Linked DNA regions of Mus musculus: regions 1 and 2 are each linked to region 3. Evidence: chromatin contacts called from public Hi-C data. All regions are on one chromosome and are shown on one strand. The core of a region is the stretch at or near the end of the contact, and the rest is flanking DNA. Distances in the headings are between cores, read along the strand shown. Region 1 overlaps Gm32068 (a long non-coding RNA gene). Region 2 has its middle 11 kb from the start of Gm32068. Region 3 overlaps Gm31838 (a long non-coding RNA gene).

Region 1 (4,128 bases), core at 973-3,472, 170 kb before region 3:
CTGTCAGCATAAGCATGGAGCCCAGAGGCCATTGCAGGAGGCTTTCCTGGAATCTGAGATAAGCTTGGCTTAGTAGTTTGAGCAAGGAAGCAGCTCCTGTTGATCTGGATACTATGTCTACTCTCAGAAGACCATAGGCTCCTCCTACCAAAGACAGGACTCAGAGAGTTCAGATGGCCCTGAGCATCCTGTATCCTTCTCCTCAGCTACTGGATCTCTGTGCAGGCTCTGAGGCTCGTGCAGAAAAACAGAACACAAGTATCAAGGCCAGAGATAGATAGGAGCCAGTGAGATGGCTCAGTGCATAAAGTGCTCGCTGAGCAAGCTTGAGGACTGGTGTTCTCATTAAGGGATTGTAGTCCATGCCTGGGACTCTGGTACTGGGGAAGCAGCAACAGAAGGATTCCAGGGTCGTGATAGTCAGCAGTTTAGCTACAAGAGTGAGTTCCAGGCTCAACAAGAGATTCTGTCTCAGAAAAAAATAATCTCCATATAGGCACACACAATTGTAAACATGTATGTATACATAGACACACACACACACTCCAATAATAAAAAGACTGTAGAAGGAGAAGTCCTAAAAGTGTCAAAGGATGGACATACTGGGTGTCTCTTCTGGTTAGTCTATCGAAATCATAGACCCCAGAGAGAACCTGGCTACGATGGGACACCCGTTACCTTCCCATGGTGGTCCTTGCATCTTAGATGGGCCTTTCTGTTATGGATGCCTACCTGGGACAAGCTCAGCTAGAACCTCTTTGCCCCCTTAGCAGCTTCTCTAGTTTGAGAGGCCCTTGTGAGCTTTCTCTAGACAAGGTGAGGACAGCCTCTGTGAACGTGGTACCCGTGGAGCAGGCAGTCATGGTCCTGGCTGCTGGTGTGTAGGACAGGTGATCCATGTCTCAATTTAGTCACTAAAACTGTCCTCAGCAAATCAGGACACTTGGATACTCACCCGTGGCCAGCTTGGGTAGCCCTGGTCTCATGACTCCAGCTCTTTAAACCTGCCCACTTGCTAGGGCTGGTACCACTTCAGGACAACCCAAAGGCTCCTGTGGACAAGCCAAAACAAAGGAGACCTTGGCCGAGACTGGAACAATGTCACTTCTTCCCACTGGCCAGACATCTTCAGCCTCAAATCTCACCTCATTGCTTTAGAGCAAGCCTCACTCCAGGCTGCTCCATTTTTTTCTGGATCTTGACTTAGGTATGTTGCCCATTGTCCAAAACAAGCTACAAAGCTGAGCCCCAGGTTAAGAGGTATGGAAACTATTCCGCTCCACATGGGCCATGGCAGGGCCATGGAAATGGAGAGGAATGGTATTTGGGGCCAGTCATTCCAATGCAACCCACAGGCTCACCCCAAGCTCCCTCTGCATGGAAAGATGCTGGACTCTATCCACGGGTGATGTAAACTTCCTGTCTCCTGACTCTTCCCAGGGAAACCTGGTCCTGGGACCTGACCCTGGCTCAGCTTCCCCATCCAGCTCCTTCAGCACACATGTTCTCAAACTCTCCCTATCCCTCGCTCCTCCTCTTTCTCCTCCTCTCCCTCCTTCCCTTCCTCTTCCTGTCCCTCCACCCAGCAGAAGCATCTGGAAAGGGAGGGATGATCTTGCATCTGCCTCTTCACTAGACTACCCTGTTGCCAAGGACATCTCCACATAGCAGGCTCTGCCTCCCTCTTGCCTGGCAGAGTCTGCTGATCCTGGTTCACTATCTAGCATCGTGCCTGTCACCCTCGAACCCTGTACTCTGGCTGCAGTTCCCAAGCATCTATAACCCATATGTCAGCTGAGGCCTTTGGGCCCTAACTATTTGGGCAGGCATGGCTTCAACCTCTAATTCCAAGCTCTGAAAAAGGCAACAGATTCCTGCCCCTAACTACCTCCGACTCCTGGAAGGATCTTGGACACCTTTCTAGACCAAGCCTGTGTCCCAAGAGCTCACTGTCTACTGGTATATAATAAATGTCAGAATTATATTGAGGCCATCAAGGCAAGGACGACCAACAACATTACGAAACTCAAAGCCTCACAGCCCACAAGATACCTCTCTGGCTCTGTTTTCTCATCCCTCCCTCCCCTCCTTCCTGGCTCCCTCCCACAAGACCCACCCTGCAACTCCTATTGGGTCCATCTGCTGCCTCTTGAACCAACGTGAATCTCTGCTTCAGACTCTGGAGGAATTGAGGGAAATGATTTCCTCATCTCATTCCACATCAATTACTTCTGACCATGCCTTAGGTCCCAGGGCCATGTCTGTCCCCAGCCACCCAGCAAGCTTCTGGGCTCTGGTCCCAGTCAAATGTAGGAAAGCAAAAACCATGAGCAGACCTTCAAGGGAAAGAATTATAAAAGAGTCTCATCTCTTTAAAGACTACGCAGCTGACTCACACTGCATCCTGAAGTTTATAGCACTGTCTCCACAACACACGGTGGGGGCTGGGGTTGTAGCTGGCTGACACCCGCCAACCTGGCTCCTGAGGCCCACCCACAGTTAGCCCCTAGCCCTGATCCACAGACTTGGAAGCCAGCAGAGTTCACACACTGAAGCCTCTCCGAGCCTGGCTGTCCCTTCAGAAGCTGACCCTGCCTGACAAGTCATGTGTCGTTTTAGAACCCTGCTCCTTATGGGGTAGTCTCCATGGGCTGGGGACATTAAGGAAAATACAAGAAATGGGAACGGAGGAGGATTCTGAATCCTCTGAAACATGCTACCCTAGAGGGAGATACTAGATCCCTATTTGTTGAGCTTAAGAAATGCCAGCTGATTTCAACACACTCCTCAGTAAGTCCCTGATTAAGAAGGCAAGACACTGTCACAGGAGACACATGCCTCATCTCCATGCCAATGCAGTGGGTCTCTGGATAAGCCCAGCTGATGGCACATGTTTCTTTCCCTGGCACAGACAAGCATGGAGAACAGATACTACTAATGCCCACTCCTCGGGCCTCAAAGCAGGCAGGGAGCCTGGTAGCTTCCATAGAAGGGCACAAAGGTTCTGCAGCTGTGCTGAGGTCAGGGACAGAGGCCTGGGCTCAGCAGAGAGAGCCAAGTGCCTGGTCCAACTGCTACCGCTGTGAGTTGGGCTGCATGCCGGAGGCAGACGGTACAGGGCCAGCCAGCCTTTCATCACTGCCTGGGCCAGGCCTGCAGTCTGCAGCGTGCCCTCCCCTCCCCTCTCACCACAGGCTTGCTCTCTCAGCCTCCATCACTGCCTCTTTCTACTCTTTCTTCCTCTGCCTCTCTTATCCTCTCTAGGTCCACCCACTTTTCCTCCTCCTCCCCCCCCCCCCCCACTCTGTCTCTGTCACCTGTTTGCCAGCCTCTTTCTACCTCTGTCTGAGTCAAAGTTCAGGGGAATAGGAGAGAAGGAGGTCGAGTTCTAAAGAAATCCCAACTAAAATCACGCAGAAACCTACTATGGTTTGTGACTCTACCCTCAAGTTTATTTTAATCACGAACACACAGTGCAATGCCATTGAGGGGTGGGCCTTTACAGGGTTTGGTGTTTGTTAGGGAAGACCCTCATGAATGAGACTGTTTCCATTATAAAAGAGGTTTTGGGGAGGGGAAAGGGTTGCCTACCCCTGTCACCAAAGGACATTTGTAGAAGGTACTGTCTGTGATGTTAGAACTGGGTCTTCTGCAGACATGGAGCCCACCCAGGCAGCAGGCTCTGCTTGGTGCCCCTGGGCAAGGAAAACGCTACAGTATCAGGTTCATACTGGCACCCAAATCATCTTTTGGGCTCTGTTTCTGCTTTGACAGGGCTCCAGTGCATACACACAGGTGGATTTGGGGATCTGCTGCATACCCTGATGTTCCCTATGGGCAGGGGCAACCCAAAGAGAGGGCCAGGAGAGGTAGAGGGTGTAGCCAACTGTAATCCCTGGAGGGCAAAGTCAGAGCTTAGCCTGGGATGACTATCAGTCGCTTGTCACTGTAACAAATGACCCTAGACAATCAGTTTAGCAAAGGCAAGGGGTCATTCCAGCTACTGTTTTCACAGTGAGAGTGTGGCAAAGGAAGGTTTTCACCTCGTGGTGGATAGGAAGCAAATGGGCAGTGGGTGATACACACACTCAGTGGTGTAAATTCTTCCCATAAGATTCCACATTTTGA
Region 2 (4,367 bases), core at 329-2,828, 150 kb before region 3:
GCTTCATCTGGGTGAGACATTGGGCAACTGGTTGGAAGCCTTCCTCTTTCATAACAACAGCGTTCTAGCCAAGCAGTGGTGGCGCACGCCTTTAATCCCAGCAGTTGGGAGGCAGAGGTAGGCAGGTTTCTGAGTTTGAAGGCAGCCTGGTCTACAGAGTGAGTTCCAGGACAGCCAGGGCTGTCTGTACAGAGAAACCCTGTCTCGACCCCCCACCCCCACCACCAAAAAAATAGAACTCCTCCCACCACGGCTCCTACTGAGCTCCTCCCACCATGGTTCTTGCTGCTCATGTCTGTTTTCTGCTCTATTTCCTGTTCGCTCCACAAGAGGTCTTTAAATTGTCCTTGAGAATTGACCCATGGCCTACTCGGATTTATATAAGTACTGAAATGTTCGTTCTCTCCTGCACCCCAGCCTCTGCATGCTACTCACAATGAGGCCATTTCAAGCTGGACCTTTAGAATAAAGTAATCAACATGAAGGGAACATCTTTCTGTGTTGTTTCTTTCAGGTGGGTTTTTGTAGTTTTCAGAACTATAAATGTGTTGTACTTGGTCATGGATTTTCTTGGGTTTGTATGAGATTCTACCTCCTGAATCTGGTTTCTCCTGCTAAATTTAGATCAGTAAGCCTTTACAGATCTTCATTTCTATAATTTCAGTAAGACATATCTTCTGATGTGGTCAGCTAGGTCCCTAAGACTTCCTAGTTTTGTCTATTTAACCTGTTGACCAAATTGTGTATGTTCTGTCCATCTGCCCTCTAGCTCCGTAATTATTTCTGCCCTTCTTCATCTTTGCTCTGCTTTTAAGTCCATTCAGATAAATTTTATTTGTTTGTTATTGCATTCTCTACAACATCCATTTTTCTTGCTTTTCAGTTTCTGTTTCTTTACTGAGATACCCTTTTCATTTGCTTGAAGAGAATTCATAATTACTTATTGATGAACTTTCACAATGACTGCCTTAAAGTCCTTGGCAGATCCTTCCGATATTTGAATCATTTTCCTGCTGGTTATCATCGTTACTCAGCATGTTCTCCTGCTTGCAATAGGACCTAGTTTTGTTATTGCTATAGCCTTGGCACTTTACACATGATGTCATGAAACTCAATTCTATTTGATTCTCTTCTCTGTTAAAAGAAACCAAGCTGTCCATTTTAAAAGACATGATGGAGAGCTGGAGGAGTCCCTGTATTCAGCTTCCAGCAGGGGCCACTGTCACTAAGGAGGCTAAAGTAAAGGGCTGACTCACTGGCTTTGTTGCTGGGGAGGAAGCTCACACAGCACAGAGCTGACACCAGGGACTGAAAGGGTCATAGTCTTGCTTCCCACCATCTATGCTCCTGTGTGGTGATCAGGAGGTAGAAGTGCAGCTCCTCTAACGGACCCACTGATTCCAGAGTAAGAAGGGAAAAGGGCCTGGACTCTTTCCTCTTAGAAGGCCCTTTCCTGGCTTCCTGAGTGTACCCTCAGCTCCCTACTGGAGGCCACTGATACAACCATGGGGGCACTGGCACGCAGACTGTTTCCTCTGGGAAAGGAATTAAAGAGCAGCTCCCCACTCAACCCAGCCAACGCTGTCTTGGCACAGAAATTGGAGCAGTGCCTAGTTCCGCTGGGGGGAGATGAAAGGTCTCTCTATTCCTCCCCATTTGGCATCGCTCCGATGAGGGAGCAGAGCCCTTTCTGAGCCCGTGAAGCAGAGGGAGACATGAGGGCCAGTGGAAGGCCAGTTCCTGGCTCCAGTCTGTAAAACTGTGTGTCTGTGTGTGTGTGTGCAGGTGAGGGTTTCTGCCAGTGCTCAGCTGGAGTAGTGCGGATATCACTACGAATAGTTTCTGTCCTTAGGGTGCCCTGGATCTGGTCCTTTAGTTATGGGTAATAGGTTTCCTCTCTCTCTCTCTCTCTCTCTCTCTCTCTCTCTCTCTCTCTCTCTCTTGCTCGTTCTCTCTCTCTCCTTTCCATTCCTGTTGTTGAAGTTTATGGGTCAGAAGCCTCAGCAGCACCCGACTGGCATATGTAGTGAACAAGAAGGAAACTGAATACACGCCATAGCTCCTCTAGTTCCCAAAGCCCTCCCTCCTCCCTCCTCCCTCCTCCCATCCTCCATGGTTCTCCCACACTTGTCTCTTCTCTCACACCAAGAGGTCTTCAGCTTCAGCAAGGGCCTGGGGTGAATGATGGTACTCTAGTTTGCCACAAATGAAACTCAGAAAAGCATCCCAGCGTTCACTTTTAGAAGGAGACTGGTGGTCAATATCTAGCTTGGACCCAGCAGCAGCCAGCTTACAGCACAGCCATGGCCATGGTCCCACAGGCTCAGCTCATGGCCCTGTCAATCACAAGAGCTCTCCCTAAGGGTACCTAGTTTTTGTTTTTCTTTCTCCTTGCACAATGGATTAGTTTCTCCTGAGAAATTCACTCCATCTTCCACCAACTGGCAGAACAGTAGCGACCTGCTCCTACAGGGTAAAGCTGAATTTTCCACTGGGGTATGGTGTAGCCTGTGTGTTTTCCCTTCTTTAGATAGCGAGTCCTGCTTTCTTTATCACACCAATCAGGTAAATTTTTTTTTCTAGCACTAGTTTTCTGGCTCCCTAATGCCACTCTGACACACAGCGATTCAATCTGTTTCTGACACCGATGACTATAGGGCAGTGTAGACAGTCTAGGCCAGTGCTTCTCAATGCTGTGACACTTTAATACAGTTCCTTATGTTGAGGTGATCCTCCAACCATAAAATTTTTTTATTGCTATTTCATAACTGTGATTTTGCTAGTTATGAATTGTAAATATTTTTTGGAGCTAGAGGTTTGCAAAAGGGGTCAATCCTTCATGGCAGTCCTGACTTTAAACACTATTGTCGAGTTCTAGCCTGTGGGTACTTCTGATAGTCCAGCTATAAATGCAGGGATCCACATAACTACATCCTACTCAGCTTCAGCATTCATGAGGATGACCCCAGATCTCAGGGCAACACTCTGTTAACGTTTGCAAGTACGCCATCAGATCTACAACTTGGAAGCAGATAGAGAAATTGGAAGAGATGTCTAGGGAAGGCTGTGAATGAAGAAAGATCAGTCTGGAACTCCGATGCCTGCTCTGAGAATGCAATCCTCCCACATCCCTGCAACTAGGAGTAGTCCAAGCCCTGTCGTCTAGCTGCACTAAGTAGACTCCACTGCATAGACCCAATGGATTAGCCATCACTGTGAGTGGATGAATGAGTGAACTCCATTCTCTCCCTGATTCCAGGAGATCTGAATGTCCCCATTCTGGAGCCAAGACCTGGTTCTTGACCAGACCCCATCCTGGAATGGTCTAGAGGCCACCAGTCACCTCACCAGTATGCAGAAGTCACTCCTGTCATTTGGGAGAGTCTGATGGTGTTAAAGATCCTGTGCCAGGAACAGGGGGGGAGTACAAATGTGTTCTTTTATCTCACCATACTCTATTACTGAGAGCTACTTGTGATGTCAACATCACATTTTTGTCTCTGCTGGATAGTTTTTATTGTCAACATGACAAAAACCTAGACACACTTTCAGAGAGGGAATCTCCATTGAGGAATATTTCTATTGGATTGGCCCGTGAGCTTGTTTTTAGGACATTTTCTTAATTGATAATGGAAATGGGAGGGACCAGCTCCCTGTGGGCGGTGCCATCCCTAGGCAGGCAACCAAGGGCTGTATAAGAGGAGTAGCTAAGGAAGCCAGAGGGAGAAAGCCTCTAAGCAGCACTCCTCCATGGTTTGTGCTTCAGTTTTGCCTCCAGGTTTCTGCCTTGAGTTCCTGCCCTGGTTTCCCTCAATGATGGACCATATTGTGAAAGATGAGATGAGCTCTTTCTTCCCTGCCTTGTTTCCCGTTAGTGTATTATCACTGCAACAGAAAGCAAGCTAGAACGATGCTCTTCCCATGGGGCAGACAAAGTCTTTCTGTCCCCCTGTAAACAAGTTTTCTTCTCAGGTGTCACTTCATTAAATCCAGTAAACTGGCTGGTGAAAGAATTGGCCTTATGGTATGCTTTCCCCTCAAACCTGAGAGATCTCTTGGTTTCTTTGCTCTAAGCAGTCTCTGTCTGCCTCTACAAAGCCTGGATCACCAGCCTCCTCTTCACACAGAAAAGTTCCCCACTCCAAAAGGGAGTAAACGGAGTATGCTTTTTTTTTTTCAAGTGATGCCACCTTCTCCTGAGACTTAGCCTTGCTAGCTTTGGCTATCTCAATGTCAGCATACTCAAAAATGATCTCTGTACTGCACAGTCATTTTCAGTATTCTTAGTGAGAGCATCATAAGCCATGTCATCTCAGGCAGAAGATAATCCTACTACTATTTCAGTCGTTCCAGGAGGACTGGAGGAT
Region 3 (4,467 bases), core at 649-3,148:
ATGTATGTATGTCCACCATATGCATGCCTGGTGCCTGAGGAGGCCAGAGGGAGTCAGATTCCCTGGAACTGAACTTACATAGGTCAGGTGATTCCTCCACATGGAATCTGAGAACTGAACCCAGGTCCTCTGCGGATGCTCTTAACCAACTGAACTATCTGTCCAGGCCCCGGAAGCTCCAGTTTTGAGAAACCACTCTCATAAACGGAGGGAACCTGGATCCCTGAATCAAGGGGTGGGAAACAGAGCAGTCAAGTAACGTCAGACAGTAAAGAAGAAACAAGCAAATAAAGCAGGTACGGGAGTGAACCTGACCCTCCGGGCCACCGGATGTAGGGCAGCCTGCCAACCCACATCGAGTGCTGCGTGAAGGAAAAACACACACAGAAAGTCACAAGCCACTGAGACCAAGGGCTCCGATGTCACTGTGATACAGCTCGGTCAATCCTGTTACAAAGGGTTTTCAGATCGAAGTAAAAGGCAGGGGGCATGGAGCACAGCAGATACTGGGGGGAATGATGTGAAACGGTACTGGTGTTGTTACTGATGTAGGGAACTCTTCCATGGTTTTATTCCAAGCATGTTTTAGAAAGGCTGCTGGAAGGACCTAAGGATAAACAAACATAGCCAGACACCAAAGCAGAATGGTTGTCTTCCACACAGTTCAGAGACAAAAGGCGCTGTGACAGGGTCTCAAAAGATTACCAATCAAGCCCTGGCCCCACCTCATGCTTCTGCCCTTTGATGTGCATTAGCAGGTCCCCAGCCTCTGGTGGTGGTCTACAGCCTCTTCCCTTGTAGTCTAGTCGCAGAGTCCAGCCATCCTGAAGCCAGCCCCTGATTCTCAGAAGCTCCTGCCCCACCCTGCCTGGTTACACCCTACTGCATACGCAGAGCCTGGATGCCAGACGCCAACCTCCCCCAGAGCTGGGCTCTGAAAACAGACCAGGCTACAGAAGTGTGGATCCAGGTTCTCTGCCCCCTGTGTGAGATGCCAATGGAGGAGTCTAGGGATCTCTGATGCTTTCAGCACCCTCTGCATGTGTGCCCTAGAGAGAAGAGAGGGGATATTTGCATCTCTGTGCCTGCCCTGGCCACATCCCCAGCCTAACCTCCAGCCCTATGAGCTGATGCAGGAGGAATTTATTTACGGGCTCATTATCCCTGTGACTCACGGCCAGCTTGAGTTGGGGTGTAACGAGGAGCTGGGGAGTGGTCCTGCAAGAGACTGTGCCCATGAGGCCTGGGAGGATGCAAGCCAGGATCCACAGGGCCTCACCACACCCAGAGCCAAGAGGGCAGATGGGAGGAGTGCAAAGGAAATGCCAGCCCTCCAGTTTGTCTTGGCTCTCGCAATTCTAGGCCTTTCCCAAACTCTGGGGTGAGTCCAACACAGAGGCCTCAAATGGAAGGTTTGGCTGGCAACTGTACGTCCCCAAATGTTCCAGGGAACTCGGGCGGATAGAGAAACACTGACAAACATCTTTCCAGTTTCTTTCCCATCAGGAGATCCCTGCCCCTTGGCCCTGCTCCATCAGCCCCCTGGGTGGGAGGTTTTACACAAACACAGGCTATGGCCATGAACTCATTCAAACATCTTTTGCAACCATTACTCTGTTCGCAATGAGTTTAACTTCATCCACTTTGGAGAGAAAAGCAAGGGACTCTATGAAGTGAGGCCCAGTCAGGGAGAGATTAACAATATTAACTAATGATAAAATGCAGCAGTTTAACATGATGTAACAAAGGTGGCATTAATATGTCCTTCTCCCTCTTCAAAGGCATCTCATCGCACGCTTCTTGTACACACATCTGCACTACTGCAACAGCTGACGTGACCACTGAGATGGTTATGACTAGTGGGAGGGTAGTATACACAGTGTGGATACGCGGGACAAAGGAACCAATCACATCCCAGGCAGAACTGAGCACAATGGCAGGATTACTTCATGCTACTCAGAGTAGCACACAATTTGAAACATTTATGCCTGGAATTTTCCATTTAATAATTCCAGGACATGGTTAGTCAACAAGTAACTGAAACAAAACAAAATCACAGTGAGGGAAGGGGGTGGGGGCTGCCTCCTCTCTCTGATTGCTGTCTGGATGTACATTGATACTGTACCTGTCAGAAAAACAGGAGCCACCCAGCTCTTTCAAGCAGGAAAGGATTTAATATAAGAAGTGGGTAAATTGTAACACTGGCCATGATTTCCCTCCGTTCTGTACCTAACACGATGGGAGTTTAGATGAGGGTAGGTCATGTGACTTAGCTTGCTTAAGAAAATATGACAGATGTCATACTATTAATAAGCTGAAGCCTCAAGAGACCTGACATTTCCCCACCAACCCTCCTGGAACCCTGCACAGTGCACTGCATGAACCCATGGCTAAGCTCAGTTACTGCTATGCAATGAGAGACCATCCAACCAATCAGCAGATGGGTCACCTTGTAAACAGATACAGATGCGTGAGTGCGCTCCACCAAGACCAGCGAAGCAATCTGCGGAGCCCAGCCCAGGCTCCAGTCCAATCCACAGTGTGGTGGGTTAAGTATATAACTGTCACTTTCAACACCTAAGTAGGAGGGTGGTTTCTAACTGATACAGAACACCGGGGACAGACAGACAAATGAACAGTGCTGGTACATCAAGTGTAAAGGTTCTGTACAAAAAGGAAGATGTTGCAGGACCAGCAGACACTGCTGTGGGGACTACAAGCATCTCTTCTAGTGTCTTTAAAGTATCCTATCTACCTAGTCCCACCCATCTGCCCATTCTAGCAGGAGGACAATGATATGGCTTCTGCTTCCTTTCCACTTCTGAATCTTACACCATTGCCTCCTGTTGAAATATTATAAAATTCATTCAAAGATCCTTGGAAATGTAGTTCTCAGAACTACAAAGAGAAGGTCACAAAAGCTGGAGACATAGGTCTACATTGCCAACCAGTAAACTCAACCCAACAACTAGTAACCAGGCCCAAGGCCCCACTATGTCCTAGACACTCTTCTGAAAATACTTAGTGGGGAGATGAGAGGGCTTTCTGCTCCCTGTCCTCCTTCCACTGTGCTCCATTGGCTCTAGGTGTCTCTTTGAAGTGATACAGGCACTATTAGCCCATTACATCCTCAGCCATCTCTACCAGTCCTAGTTCTGATTGATCCTTATGGAGGCCAGACGAGTGCATGTCTTCACCAACCTCTTTGGAGTGGACCACAGAAGGAGGAGATGCAGGATCTGGTTATGTTTGCTGCATCAAGACCTGCTCACTTTCTCTATCACCAAATTGACCTTGGACCTAAAAGAATGGCTGAATGTCCAGATGTTCAAAGATGCAGAGGGCTTAGATGGGACCTAAGAGATGACGTCAGCTGGCATAGCTTCCTCAGCTGCCATCCAACTGACTCTGCCCTTGTGTCTGAAGCACTGTGGTAGTTAGCTTCAGATGTCAACGTGTCACAACCTAGAGTCACCTGGGAGGAGAATCTTAATGGAAAATAATATAGGTCAGGTTGGCCCATAGATATATTTGGATGGGGTTTGGGGAGGGGGTTGATTGTTACAGGAAGTAGGAAGATCCACCTGAATGTGGGTGCTACCACTCCTTAGGCTGGGCATTGAAGTATGTGAGAGTGAGGTGAGGTGCATGGGCACAAGCAGCAAGCATGCAAGGATGCATTGTCTGTCTGCCTGCCTGTCTGTCTGTCTGTCTGTCTGTCTGTCTCTGCTCTGCTCTTGACTGTGATATGATCAACTTGAGTTCCTGCAAATCATGGACTGTAACCTAGAACTGTAAGCCAAATAAACCCTTTCTCCTCTGTGCCACATTCTGACAGGGTATTTGTCACATTAATGCAACAGAACGAGCACCCATTTTTGGAGCGGAAGCAGGTGAAAGATTTTGCTGTCAACTTGGCACAACATTGCAGAGGTAAGAAAACTGTCCCCAGGCACTGCCAAAGCCTAAAGATAACATGGTTGCAATGAAAGACTTGGGACCCTGGGTCCATTACATTACACTGAGGCCCAATCATATCAGCTTAGACTCATGACAAGCGGACAGGAACTGAGAAAGGCAGAGGCTCCCCTAGGAAGGACATCAGTTGTCTGAGAATGTGAATGTATGAGAAATGTGGGCAATGGATGCTCTGCAGACCTCTGTCTTAGAAGAAGACTGTTGAAAGAATATCTAAAGCTAGGTAGCATAGTTGAGGTTAGTTGCTGTGATAAAATACCATATACTATGACCAAAAGAAACTTGGAGAAGAAAGGTGGTTGTTGTTGTTGCTGCTGCTGCTGGGTCCAGGATCACCATTTACACCTGAGTAACTAACTCCAGGGTCACCATTTACCACTGAGAGAAGTCAAGGCAGACAGTCAAGGCAGGAACCTTGAGGCCAGAACTGAAGTAGACACCATAGAGGAGCTTTGTTTACTGGCTTGCTTGGTCTACTTTCTTATACCA

Evidence for each region. Hi-C and Micro-C count contacts between places; a contact is called where the count stands out from the background.
Region 1: a Hi-C map of cerebellar granule neurons shows a contact between it and region 3, with 2.2 times the contacts expected there. The contact joins two enhancer-like sites. A contact is called at or near these places in 2 of 484 Hi-C or Micro-C datasets (cerebellar granule neurons and uterus) and 1 of 115 datasets of contacts at active chromatin or transcription factors (fibro-adipogenic progenitors).
Region 2: a Hi-C map of stem cell-derived neural stem cells shows a contact between it and region 3, with 2.0 times the contacts expected there. The contact joins two enhancer-like sites. A contact is called at or near these places in 13 of 484 Hi-C or Micro-C datasets (the N1E-115 cell line, brown adipocytes, embryonic fibroblasts and 8 more) and 10 of 115 datasets of contacts at active chromatin or transcription factors (the NIH/3T3 cell line, astrocytes, bone marrow-derived macrophages and 6 more).

What each region holds. Positions count from the first base shown.
Region 1 is chr14:24,959,160-24,963,287 of GRCm38.p6, reverse strand. Gm32068 (a long non-coding RNA gene) reads right to left here. Exons shown (of 5, transcript XR_383267.2): 3 at 956-1,052. Among named protein-coding and RNA genes, the nearest start is that of Gm32068, 11 kb to the right of the region's middle. Within about 2 kb of position 2,222, at least 77 of the 459 cell types and tissues checked have an H3K27ac peak or open chromatin away from gene starts, as enhancers often do. A contact at or near this core is called in cerebellar granule neurons, fibro-adipogenic progenitors and uterus, where this site is marked.
Region 2 is chr14:24,936,957-24,941,323 of GRCm38.p6, reverse strand. No RefSeq gene overlaps it. Among named protein-coding and RNA genes, the nearest start is that of Gm32068, 11 kb to the left of the region's middle. Within about 2 kb of position 1,578, at least 60 of the 459 cell types and tissues checked have an H3K27ac peak or open chromatin away from gene starts, as enhancers often do. A contact at or near this core is called in the N1E-115 cell line, astrocytes and stem cell-derived neural stem cells, where this site is marked.
Region 3 is chr14:24,790,527-24,794,993 of GRCm38.p6, reverse strand. All of the region lies in intron 3 of Gm31838 (a long non-coding RNA gene), which reads right to left. Among named protein-coding and RNA genes, the nearest start is that of Gm31838, 12 kb to the right of the region's middle. Within about 2 kb of position 1,898, at least 104 of the 459 cell types and tissues checked have an H3K27ac peak or open chromatin away from gene starts, as enhancers often do. A contact at or near this core is called in the N1E-115 cell line, astrocytes, cerebellar granule neurons and 3 more, where this site is marked.